Regions from separate parts of the Mus musculus genome. Here all the other regions are linked to region 3. A link is a contact called in public HiChIP or PLAC-seq and promoter capture Hi-C data. All regions are on one chromosome and are shown on one strand. The core of a region is the stretch at or near the end of the contact, and the rest is flanking DNA. Distances in the headings are between cores, read along the strand shown. Region 1 holds the start of Plekha1 (pleckstrin homology domain containing, family A (phosphoinositide binding specific) member 1). Region 2 holds the start of Nfatc2ip (nuclear factor of activated T cells, cytoplasmic, calcineurin dependent 2 interacting protein). Region 3 holds the start of Sec23ip (Sec23 interacting protein).

Region 1 (4,352 bases), core at 1,462-3,961, 2.1 Mb before region 3:
CATCCCATACAGATATTCCTACAAATAACTGAGCACACTATAGGCAAGCTTCTAAAGCCCCTGAATGCTTCCGCCTCATGAAGTAACTGCATACACAAGTCACTCTGTTCTCAAATGCTATCTACTCACAAGCAGTGGAAATAAATGAATAAAATTAAATAAAGAAAACTAAAATTGGATGTTTCTCTCCTATTGCATCAATCTTAATCTATTATTGCAGATCAGAACCAATTTTTGAAATTTTAAATAAAGTCTTGATATGCCAGAAAATGTACTGCTCAGGCATATGGAAGGTGATTATTTGTGTATCTTCAGCTCCTAGCTAGCAACCAGTGGATGCTTAAAACATCCCTGCTACAACTCTTGAAACTTACTAGCCAAAGCAGAGTAGCCTCTGACACATCTGACAGTCACTGCATCCCACCCAAAAGCCTTTCTCCTCATTCTTACACTACAGAGCTATTTAAATGAGAATAAGACAATGCACACTACTCAACAAGTTCATGTTAAAATCTGATTTAAATTATACTAACAAATTATTTCTTAGATTTCCTTCTGAATTATAAATTCTAAAGGGGGAGGACAAGAGTTACAATCTGAGTAGTGGCATAACAGTAAAGAACTTCCTTAGGCCCAGTAGTCAGTTTTTCAGCAGCAAAGCTCACATAAAGATGTAAGTTTCCACCTTTCCCAAGTATCTTCCTATTGCCCTAGGCATCTTATCCTATCTTTGAATACTGCCCACAGTAACTGTTTAAAGAATCCAATGCTATTCTTAACATCCTTAAATACTTCTAAAAAGGTCCTTCCTGCTTATGAACTCATGGCCGTTTCCTCACAATTGTATACTTATCCTGTCCCACTGTCTCAGTCTCCGCCAAACAGATGTACACAGCACAGTCTTTCCTATTTTGCTACACTGCTAAACCCAAACAGAAGACAAAAAAAAAAAAGATACAAACCTGCTGCTTTCCCCGCCCCCCAACAGCAACAGTGAAACCAGAAGCCAACAAGATAAAGGGAGACAGAAGGCAACATGTATATCACTTCCCTGCTGTGTGTGGCAAGCTAGTGACTCTTTACAAGCACAGATTCACAGTATGTCCACTGAAACAGTGTTATTTTTCAATAGAAATCTGACATTTGGCACAGGGTAGGGTTTATAACACTATAAAATAAGCTATTAATTTGATTTCTGCTGACTTACTATTCTTGTTTATCTCTGCTCTTAAAGAAGAAAATCAACTTTCTGTAGAAGAGTTGGTCCAGAATATGGAATATTTAAATTTGAGGGAAAATGGTTTGCCACAAGTTTGTTGGTAAGATAAACTAAGACGCACTGTATTCAAAATTCGTGTTACTATTTTTGAAATAATAGTTCATCTCCAGCTGTAAACTAAAAATGGTTTTTCATTTTACTTCCAAAGCGTCTGAGTCACTTAACACTCTTCTAAACTTCGCTACAGATTCGTCCAGTGGCCGTCAACGTAAAAAGCCTGGAAGCTAGAGAGCAGATCACTCTACAGTCTTAAGACAATGGTATAAACCTTGGAGTGGGCTATTTGTTCCGGTCATTAAACACACAGGAAATAAGCTTTTCTGGTTAGAAAACTAATTTACAAAGGGCAATACGACTTCACAAGAGTACAGAAAATCTTATTAAGATAGATAACGACCAACTCATCCAAGCAAGTATTAGAAAGAACGGGAAGGCGAACTAGAAAACGAAATGCCATAAACTACCTGGTATCTGTTCCTTAAACCTGTCCTCGGGACTCGGTCCCAGACAACATCAGTTTCTGAATTTACTCGGCCCTCGGTGGAGCCTCAGCTTGGGTGTCGAGCAGAACGAGGATTCTACCAAAAGCGGAGCACCGCGAACAGCAGCAGGGCGCTTTCAACCTGACACCACTTTCTCCCCGGACACTCTCCCGGGAGGGTCAATAGAAAGCATCCGAAAGGAACCAGAAGCCGAGCAGGGCAGCCCTCTTCCAAGTCCCGAACCCAGAGTTCAGGCGCCTCTCGGGTCCCACCCGCCTGACCTTGGCCAGGGCACTCCCAACCCTGCCACTCTCTCGGTCCGCACACGCGGGGAAGCCGGGCTGTGCGGGAGCGAGCGGCGCGGATGGGGCGGACACGGCCCTGGAGGCGCGCCGCTCCGACAGGCGTCGCCACCGGGATCCCCGACAGGGGCCGAGCCACGGCGACGGCAGCGAGGACACCAGGGGCTGTGGGCCTTGGCGGGGACCCGCAGGGCTGGCGTCGGGCGCAGAGGAACCCGCGCACAGGTGAGTCCGGCCTCGCCCAGGTGCGCGCGCCCGCGGACGCGCGAGGAGGCGCGGCCCCGCGCCCCCCTCAGCAGCCGGTGGCCGCCTCAGCCTTGCCTTCCTCGCCCCGCTTTCCCCTTCCACACACGCACACCCGAGCTGCACACCTCATGCCCCACTTTACCGCGGCCTCCGCCCGGAGCACCCGCGCCACCGCGGTCCCGGCTCCTTCAGGCACCCAGCTGCCGGGAGCGGCGCCCACGACGGCCCGCCCGCGCACTGCGCACGCGTGCACGCGCTGCCTCTACCAGACCAGACAGCGACTGAGATTCCGGAGCGGGCACTCCCTACCGCGAACACTACAAGTCCCGACAGGCTCCGCGCACGCCCGGCGGCGTGGCGGGCAAAGGAATCGGGCGTCTTCCTAGTTCCAGGGTGGTGGCTCGCGGCCGCGCGCGGGGCGCTGGGTTCCCCATGCCGCGCTGCATCCTGGGGCTTGCAGTTTTTGAGGACCACGAGGCTCGGCTTAGGACGTGGAACTAGAGGTTCTCTGATGTCATCACCTAGAGCTGCGAGGCACAGGGATCTTTAAAAATAGGTTTGGTTCCTTTGCAGATAATTTGCAAGCTGTCCCATAGTGGGTACAAGAAACATAAAATTCACTGGTTGTGCACCAGTTTTTTGCTCCTAACCATTTCTTTCTCAAAATGCAATTTCACCTCATCCTTAAAATAGTGGTATTAATGCAAGAGGCCAAGGAAATTTAAAAGGATTGCTCAAAACTCTTTCAAGGAGATATTTTAAAATATTCAGCCTATTTGTTGAGCAACCTCAGTGTATGAAGTCCCTGCCCTCGTGGAGCCTGTGTTTCATAAGGGGAGCTAGCCCTTTACAAAATACAATCCTTATACATTTTAATAAGTGGAAGAAAAGAATGAGCTTCAGAGATAGAGATAGGGAGGCAGGCTTCAGAGAGGATGTCCTGTCCAGCAGCATTCTCTAAGGAAGAGATATTTCAGCTGAAACCTGAAGAAGGTGAGATATTTAAACATGCAAAAGAACTGGGAGAGAATTACATACCCCACTTTTCCCAGTGAGTGACACACACTGAGGCTCTCAATAAACGTTTGGGGGTTTGTATCCTGCACAGCTGGGGATCATGCCCTCTCACTTGAGAGTGTTTTATCAACCTTTCTCATGACAAGGTTCCTCTGTCGTGTACGTGGGACAACTAGGCTATGCTAGATGAGAGACTGGAGGGGTAGAACTGGCAAACTGCCCGTGCTGACTCTCCACCTCAAATCTCCAACATCGAAGACGATCAGCACCTTACCTTCTTAGAAATCTCAGCTACACAGCCTTGCTGAGGGCCATCTGGCTCTTCTTCAGGTGGGAGCAAGAAGACTCCTTTCCTTATCTACAGACTGGTTGAAAGAGTCCATAGAGTTGCCAGCGCAGCCCTTTCATTTGGCCCATGCACTGGGCTTTTGCTGATTTAACTGAATGTATAGATGAAGTTTTAAAAAAAGTTTTCACATAAAAATCCAAATGTCACCTGATTTTCTCAGGTTTTTTGAGCTAACTTTCCTTGGCTTGAAGATCTGAAAGAAATTCCTGGCTTTTCAGCCCTTGGAGCCCTAGGAGATTCCATTGGGAGTGATTAGAATGTACATAACGAATTGGCTGTTTGCAAATCTGTAACAGAGAAAAGCAATTAAGTTAGGATGGGCTTATTCTGGCTCACAGGTTGAGGGTCTGCATGGTTCATCCTGGTAGGGTAGGTACGGTAACAGAAGAATGAGGGTCAGTCAGAGCGCATCTGGCCCGTATTCAGGACGGGTCTTATCTCCTCAGGTAAACTCTGGAAATTCCCTCACAGACATGCCCTGAGTTCTTTCCTCCCTCTCCCTCTCCCTCTCTTCCCCCTCCCCTCACCCACCCCCCACATCAAGTTAGCAATTAAGTTCAACCAACACAATCTAAAAGTCAAATTCAAGTTCAGTGTCTTTTCGTGATGGGAAATCCCTAACCCTGAAGCCGTGAGCCTCTCTATCAACCCCCTCTGCGTTGGACGAGAGAGCCATT
Region 2 (4,207 bases), core at 254-2,753, 2.3 Mb after region 3:
GCAGGAAATGGTGGCTTTAAGTCCAGGTTGGGTCAGGAGAGCAGGGGTAGGGGTAGGCAGCTGAGCAGGCCAGGCAACAGTGGGAAACTGAGGCAAGCTAAGCTCCAGAGAAAGTCAGAGAACCCTCTGCTTATCAGTCTATGATTTAGTCATCGGGTATCAGGCGACAGGATATTGTGGAGGCATACCATCTCAGTGGCAGGCATCCATCACTTTATGGGCTCCTTATGAGGAAGTCATACTCTTGGTCTGGCCTACCTGATAAGTTCTTGGATCTGGTTTCCCCAGTTTGATTTTTTTAGGGGGGGGGGTCGGTTGAGACCGGCTTTTTCTGTGCAGTGCTGGCTGTCCTGGAACTCACTCTGTAGACCAAACTGGCCTTGAACTCACAGAGATTTGCCTGCCTCTGCCTCCCAAGTGCTTGATTAAAGTCTTGTGCCACCACTGCCCAGTGATGTCTGCATTTCAAAGAGAAGACTCTACCTTGAATTGCTGAGTTGTGAAAAGGCAAGGGGTTTATTAAGACATTAGAAGGATTAGCATATGCACAACCATGGTACTGACAGTACTTACATTTTTTTCAGTTAATTTCCACATGCATGAGTGAATGCCAGCAGGGTATTGACCAGCAGACAAACATTAAACCATCAAAGACCTCTCAGAATTCAGACCTTTCTGAGTTTTGAAGTTGTATTGTTTCCCAAACGAGCTAAGTGTGCATAGCATGTTGCTGGAAAGCGCAGCTAGCTCCCAGTCAGTCTACAATCACGAGCATGAACCCTGGTGCTCTGTAGTACATTGTGCAGATAAGCGGCAGCAAGGCCTTTATCAAGAGTAACCCCGCTGTAAACCGAGAAGCATTCATATTTCAATGATCAGGAAAGAGGAGCCAGAAGGAAGCCTCTTTTCTTTGCAACAGGGAAGTAAGTCTCTTATTTTAATTTGTAATTGTCTTAAAAAGTGTTTCTGAGTTGTGCTGTGCTATGACATATATTGTTTTGATATTGTGTTTGTAGAGTATTTCAGAGGTGACATGCATGAAGGTGTTTAGTGTGGAATGGAACTCCTGCCACACAGAGGTTGAGGACACAAAAGGAATCCACAGCCCAAGATCTTCAGCTTCTAACCTTAGTTCCACAAGGCTTTTTCTGTGGCTTCCGAGAATGAGGACTACAATTCCCAGGATGCGCCAGTCTTTCACCAACCAGGAAAATGGATTTCTCTAATGGGCGGGCCCTGGGGAAGGCTGGGTCAGGAGGAAATTTAGCCAATGGATGAACTGTACAGAATCGAAACCTTTTTTGATTGTACCAAAGAGATTGGAATCTTTGGCGCCTTTGTTTTAGTGGAGGGTAGGTGATAGACAGGTAAGTAGACCAATGAGAACGTGGATAGGCGGATCCAGAGCGTGTGGGCGGGAAGAGATGATGACCGGCAGGCTGTTCGTCCAATGAAAGGGACAGACGCTAATACGGTGGGCCGGTGACTGTGTAGAGGCCGGTGTTTGTGGAAGCAGTGTGGGAGATGGCGGAACCACTGAGGGGACGTGGTCCGAGGTCCCGCGGTGGCCGAGGCGCTCGGAGAGCCCGAGGCGCCCGTGGCCGGTGTCCTCGCGCCCGGCAGTCTCCGGCTAGGCTCATTCCAGACACCGTGCTTGTGGACTTGGTCAGTGACAGCGACGAAGAGGTCTTGGAAGTCGCAGACCCAGTAGAGGTGCCGGTCGCCCGCCTCCCCGCGCCGGCTAAACCTGAGCAGGACAGCGACAGTGACAGTGAAGGGGCGGCCGAGGGGCCTGCGGGAGCCCCGCGTACATTGGTGCGACGGCGGCGGCGGCGGCTGCTGGATCCCGGAGAGGCGCCGGTGGTCCCAGTGTACTCCGGGAAGGTGCAGCAAGGTCCCCAAGGAGGGTTGTTGGGGGAGTGCTAAGACTGGCGTGGCGGGTTTGGCTTGGGGCAGTGTGTGTGTGTGATGAATACTTTTAGATTGGAGATACGAGGGGGTCGGTAATGTTAGATGTATGGAGTTATCTGGGATTGTATCTTCGGGTAGAGGGAGGCTGAGAGAGATCGAGGGACGATCGAGGGAAGCTGGCCTTCTAGATGCGCTTCAGGGATTGGAGTCCTTAGAGAAGACAAGTGCTGGAATCGAGGGAAGAGCCATTCTTGTCTTAAGTAGGGTTGGCAGGATGTGAGACCCACCTCCTCTTCCCCCTTTTGTCTTCGTAGGTACAGAGCAGCCTCAACCTCATTCCAGATAATTCATCCCTCTTGAAACTGTGCCCTTCAGAGCCTGAAGATGGTAAGAGTGGGTTTGTCGGGAGTACCCTGCACTGGCTTCTCTGAGACTTCCTAGAGTTTACATCCCTGTAGTCAGTGATATCTCCCCCCCCCCCCCGCGCCCCCCCCTCGCTCCAGCACCCTCCGTCCCCCTGCCCCCACCCCCACCCCTTTTCTCTGTGCTTCAGTGGTATCTAGGGTCTGGAGAATGATGCTCAAGTGTTATCCAGTTGACACACAATTTTGATTCTAAGTGGTATTGGGAAAATGGACTCCTGAGTCTGAGATAGGGGAAAGTTATGGTCCATAAAGATGCTGGTTCATTAATCAGAAGTCACAGGAACCTACTTAATAGCCATGTCCACCCCTTCCCCTCTTCGGGTCCTAACGGGCATATGGATATGTTAGAGTGAAGTTTGAGGTACCTACCCTTGACATTTTGATCTGTGTTATCATAATAGGGGTGAAGGGAGTTCTGAGACTCTGTGACATCTTGTTACACTCCTACAGTGTTCCATTCCTTGGGAACACTTTGGAGCCAGAAGAGTGTTTCTTTGACTTTATCAGAACTGCCCATTCTTTATTCTCTACTGATAAGTTTTTGCAAACCCTTTAATAAGGCCAGTGACTACGAGTCAAGGCTAATAGGGGAGTGATAACAGTCTGCAAAGACCTGGAACTAAGACTCCTTTCTGTTAGGTGAGGGCGTGTGGTAGGCTGATTGAGAACAGGCTCAGGAGTCTTGTGGCCTGTATTTGAATCCTTCATAACTGTGTGACTTTGAGCAAGTTTTCCTCATGAGGAGAATGGGGATAATAGTGGACCTATCTTAAAGATTTTTGGTGAGAACTAAAAGGATTTTGTGTATATTTTATTTGCCACATCCGTGGTTAGGATAGCACCTGGAATGTAGAAGTGTGACATGATAGAAAAGATATCCATGTGCAGGGTATCTTAGGAAGGGTTTTAAAAGTGTAGACTTGGAGTTGGGGCGATGGTTCAGTGGGTAAAAGCACTTGCCACACAAACCTGATACCTAACTACCATATAAGAAGAAGATGGGGTGGCATACACCTGTAATGATGCCACTCATACTGGGTACAGGAGAACACTGCTGGAAGCTCACACACCCAGTGGCAAAAATAACAGGGGAGACACTGACTCAGAAACGGGATAAAAGGAGAGAAAGTTGTCTTCTGCTGCCAACACATATGCTATGGCATGAACAATGCCCCTGCCTCCCTCCCCAGTAAATAAATCTTAAAGAAAAAAAGAAGCAGGCTGTCAGCCCTACAGCAGCTGCCATATTTAGTTAGGACAGTCTTTCTTTCCTTTATCTTTCTTTCTTTCTTTCATTCTTTTTTTTTTATAAGTTTTGTAGTTTTGTTGTTGTTGTTGTTGCTTTTTAAAAAGATTTATAGCCAGGCAGTGGTAGCGCATGCCTTTATTCCCAGCACTTGGGAGGCAGAGGCAGGTGGATTTCTGAGTTTGAGGCCAGCTTGGTCTACAGAGTGAGTTCTAGGACAGCCAGGGCTACACAGAGAAACCCTGTCTCGAAAAACCAAAACAAGCAAACAAACAACAAACACACACACACACACACACACGCGCGCACACACACATATATTATGTATATGACTGCACTGTAGTTGTACAGATGGTTGTGAACCATCATGTGGTTGCTCCGGCCCAAAGATTTACTTATTATTATATTTAAGTACACTGTAGCTGTCTTCCAACACACCAGAAAATGGTGCCAAATCTTATTACGGATGGTTGTGAGCCACCATGCAGTTGCTGGGATTTGAACTCAGGACCTTCAGAAGAGCAGTCAGTGCTCTTAAACGCTGAGCCATCTCTCCAGCCTCTAGGACAGTGTTTCTTAACCTCAGCATTGCTGATAACTTAGATTGGAAAATTCTTTGTTGTAG
Region 3 (4,095 bases), core at 1,547-4,046:
TCAGTTCGTCTCTGCTTCCTGTGTGTCTCCTCCACAGATGTGATTAACTGCTGCTTTCAAGGAGATGGAGTCTCCTCTGGCTCCAGAAATGCTCTCAAGAGATCTCTAATCAAGCCATCTTTAAGTGTAGAGAATGCTTGTTATACACTCAGGAGGCAGAGGAAGGTGGATCACTCTAAGTTCAAGATCAGCCTGGTTTACACAAAGAGTTCCAGGACAGCCAGAGCTACTACATAACAGAGAGATCCTGATAAGAAAGGAAGAAAGGAAGAAAGGAAGGAAGGAAGGAAGGAAGACAGACAGACAGACAGACAGGCTTGTTACAGAATGGTAGTTCTAAAACCTTTTGTGCTCTCACAAAAAATAAGTTTAAATCTAAGAAACAAAGAGTTTTCAAGATGGGGTTGGAGAGTTATCTCAGTCATTGCGAGCTTGTGCTGCTCTTACAGAGCATGGCTCTTAAAGATGGCCCTAATTTGTCTCCCAGCACTGGACTCAGGTGCTCACACCCACCTGTAACTCCAGCTCCAGGCACGGTCAAAGTCTCTGGCCTCTGAGAGCAACTACATTCATGTATATGGACACAAAGATAGACATACCCAAGTACACATTTTTTAAAATAGTAAAAATAAACTTTTAAGAAGCTTTTAAAATATAAAGCTGGGAGTGGTGGCTTATGCCTGTAGTCTCAGCACCTGGGGACTAAGACAAGAGGTCTGCCACAAGTTCTGGGTTACCCTGGGCTACAAAATGACACCATGTCTCAAAAAGTAATTAATAAATGAATAAACCTTAAAGACTGATATACTTATCTTAAAGCTGAAAACAGAAATGTTGAGCTGGAGAGATGGCTCAATGGTTAAGACCACTGGCTGCTCTTCCAGAGGACCTGGATTCAATTCCCAGCACCCACATGGCGGCTCACAACTGTCTGTAACTTCCAGTTCCAGGGGGTCCCACACCCCCACATAGACACACAGGCAGAAAAACAGTAATGAACAGAAAATTAACAAGAAAATGAAGAAGAGAATAGAAATGTCAAGCACCGACAATAACACACAAATTAAATATCATACATCAAGGAAAACGAGCGTGCATCAAACACCACTCTGGAGGCCGAGAACAATCTGAAAAACCCAAGGCACGACCTTACTGATTCCTGGACCCTTCCACAGTACTCTGGTCCAGCCACAATTCTTCACCAAAGAAAGCATCACTGAACCTTTCAGTCACACCGCTTCCATGAGGCAGGGGCACTCGTGGATCCATCCCCCCAGTCGCTCAGCAAACTCCCACTAGAAATTCTGTAGTCTGCATTCCAGGCATCGGGCCAGCCCCTGCTTTGACAAAGCTTACACCCTGGCCTGGTAGGGTAAGCGGGCATATGTACCTGTCAGACAGTTACGAGCACCGAGAAGAAACATGACAGAAAGGAGACACTGCAGATACACATGCTTTCAGTTGTCTTTCTTCCCTTCTGCGGGAAACTCCCCTTAGTCCTCCAAGGAGGAATTATTTGGTGGGGAAAGCTCAGCACCTAACAAGCACCTGTGTGCTAGGCACTAAAAAACAGGACCCTGAAAATGAAAAGAGGTAAGAAGTTCACAGTCCACATGGAGGGGCAGAGTACTTAGCTCACAAGTATTTACACAACAATACGTGTGGGACACTAGATATAGAACTCTACAAAAATGAGACAGGGTATAGTGACGAATGCCTTTAATCCCAGCACTCAGAGGCAGAGAGGCAGAGGCAGGTGGATCCTTTAAGTTTGAGGCCAGCCTGATCTACACAGTGAGTTCTAGGACAGTCAGTACTACACAGAGAGACCTTGCTCTCAAACCCAGGGATAGGAGCTGAAAACATGAAATCTAAGCAGACAGGTAAAATGTCATGACTGAGGCCACACAGCAAGTTAATGGCAGTGCCGGGTCTGAACACAGTCTGTGCTCCAAACCACCAGAGAGAGACAGACGAGAAAGAGAGACAGAGACAAACGAGAGAGAGAGAGAGAGAGAGAGAGAGAGAGAGAGAGAGAGAGAGAGAGAGAAATCAGCCTTCCCAGATATACACAGAGCTTAATCAAAAGTGTAACGGGGGGGCTTTTACTAGGAGAGAGTGTATAGTCCTCTACAAGAGAGGCATTGTCTCCTCTGGAGAAACTTACTGTCTCCTAGGTGATGTCCTACCCTATCACCGGTGTTTCCCAGTAAGAGAGCAGCTTTCGGATTCTAGCAAAGGGTAACTGTCTAATTTAGCTGCGTTTTCTGCCAGCACCAGCACACCAGTGGGTGTTCAACAAACAGTTGCGCAATGACAGGAGTTCCAAGCCTCATCACCGGAGCCCCTCCTCCAGGATCCTCCAGTCCCTGGCCCTCTGAAAGCTGGTCACTGCTGACCCTGGCAAGCGACTCAGAGCAGGCGACACTCCTGTCCCACCCGCCTCCCGGGACAGACACTGGCCCCCAAGCGCCCTCGGCTCACTACCTCCGGGTAAGAGCAGGGAAGCCGGGGAGGCGGCGGCCTGCGTGACGGGGATGAAGGGCACGTTGAAGCTGAACTCCGTGGCCGAGGAGGAGAAGAGTAAGTTAGTGCCTGACGAGGAGGCGGACGCTCCGCCGCCGTTAGCCTTCCTATCCGCCATGGCTGCAGACCCCCGGCCGTTACGTGGCTCTGCGAGCCCGGTGCTGCACACAGACCGGAAACCGGTTAGCGAGGATGCCACCGCACTTCCGCACTTGCGCACAGGTGCCACAGGCCAGCGACTCCGGGATCGGTTTTCTTCCGGAATTTGACGCCGCCCAAAATCAATAAGGTGGAATCGGCTTCAGACCCAAGCCTATCACGTGACAGCCTCGGTCTCGCGAGACTGGGTCAGCCTCTGGAATCACAGCATAGAATAGAGAGGTGTGGCCGATGAATCCTAGCGTTAATTGACGCTCGAAGTCGCAGATTCTGAGATGTCCTGGACGCCCTGAGTTTCTCATGGAGTATCTGTTTTTGGTTGGTTGGTTTATTTGCTTGCTTGCGAGGCAGGATCTCTCTATGCTGCCCAGACTGACTTTTTATCCTCCTGCCTCAGCTCTTCCATTTCTGAGATTAATACCACCACACACTGCAATTCTTATATCTTTATGACAGGCGGTCATAAGAATTGGAAGTAAGAATTATTATCGGCTGGGTTCCTTTTTTTTTTTCAGTTACGTTTTCATGATGTTGCCTGGAATTCTCAAGAGGTCTGTCTGCCTCTTCTTCCCAAGAGCTTAAAAGGAGTGTGCCACCACTCCAGGCTACTATCTCCTTGAATGTGTGCATCAACAAAAAGTGCCTTTGGTAAGGCAGTTCCAAGTGGTAGACGATTTATGTTTCAAAGGGGCAGAGAAAAGATGTATAATTGCAACATTCTAGAGTTACTGCTGTAATTTAGGGTTTGGGGACCTATCTGCCTACTACCAGGTTTTGGCTGGAATAAAAACATTAAATTCTGGCAGTGTTGAGTTTACCTCGACAAGCATTTCAACGGGGCCAAGAAGTACAGAGCTTAGTAATGGGGAAACTTCTGGTGAGTCATAGATAACATGGCCTCAAACTGCTAAAAGCCATGCTAGACTAGAAGTTGGTCAAGAAAATTCTCTTTATCATAAAGAAGCAAGGCTGAGAACCATATACCAGAGAGTGATATATGAAACAGACCTGAAATCCTTCCTTTTTGGGTTTACAATCTGGCAAAACAATCAACTAAACACAAAATAATATAAATGGCAGGCTTTCCTTAAGTGTGTTTCCTGGAACACTGACATCATCTGGGGACAGAGATCTAAACATTCTAGGAAGAGCGAGCATGTATCTCTCTCCATCAGATCATTAGCGAAAAACTTAAGGAAGAAAAAGCTTCCCTGAGGAAGAAAAACTAAAGTTGAAACTTGAGAACTAGGGCTTCAAACCTCTTTATGAGTGCAGGGATCCCAGAGGACCAGCCCTGCTGTGGTGTTGCACACCTTTAATTCCAGCACTTGGAAGGCAGAGGCAGGCGGATTTCTGAGATCAAGGCCAGCATGGTCTACAAAGTGAGTTCCAGGACAGCCAGGGTTATTC

Evidence for each region. HiChIP or PLAC-seq counts read pairs in DNA pulled down with a chosen protein or histone mark. Capture Hi-C pulls out chosen DNA fragments and counts their contacts.
Region 1: an H3K27ac HiChIP or PLAC-seq map of embryonic stem cells shows a contact between it and region 3, with 3 times the contacts expected there. The contact joins the promoter of Plekha1 here to the promoter of Sec23ip in region 3. A contact is called at or near these places in 4 of 39 promoter capture datasets (the 3T3-L1 cell line, hippocampal neurons, liver and 1 more), 1 of 484 Hi-C or Micro-C datasets (B cells), 3 of 115 datasets of contacts at active chromatin or transcription factors (astrocytes, bone marrow-derived dendritic cells and embryonic stem cells) and 2 of 9 other capture datasets (embryonic stem cells and macrophages).
Region 2: a contact with region 3 is called in a promoter capture Hi-C map of liver, with 2.6 times the contacts expected there. The contact joins the promoter of Nfatc2ip here to the promoter of Sec23ip in region 3. A contact is called at or near these places in 2 of 39 promoter capture datasets (hippocampal neurons and liver) and 2 of 9 other capture datasets (adipose tissue and liver).

Annotation. Positions count from the first base shown.
Region 1 is chr7:130,864,083-130,868,434 of GRCm38.p6, reverse strand. It overlaps Plekha1 (pleckstrin homology domain containing, family A (phosphoinositide binding specific) member 1), which reads right to left and starts at 2,711. Exons shown (of 13, transcript NM_001346515.1): 1 at 2,452-2,711. Gm5602 (a long non-coding RNA gene) reads left to right here. Exons shown (of 4, transcript XR_869992.3): 2 at 1,722-2,288.
Region 2 is chr7:126,394,033-126,398,239 of GRCm38.p6, reverse strand. Nfatc2ip (nuclear factor of activated T cells, cytoplasmic, calcineurin dependent 2 interacting protein) reads left to right here and starts at 1,503. Exons shown (of 8, transcript NM_010900.3): 1 at 1,503-1,884; 2 at 2,226-2,298. The coding sequence starts at 1,525.
Region 3 is chr7:128,743,571-128,747,665 of GRCm38.p6, reverse strand. It overlaps Sec23ip (Sec23 interacting protein), which reads right to left and starts at 2,796. Exons shown (of 19, transcript NM_001029982.2): 1 at 2,488-2,796. The coding sequence starts at 2,644.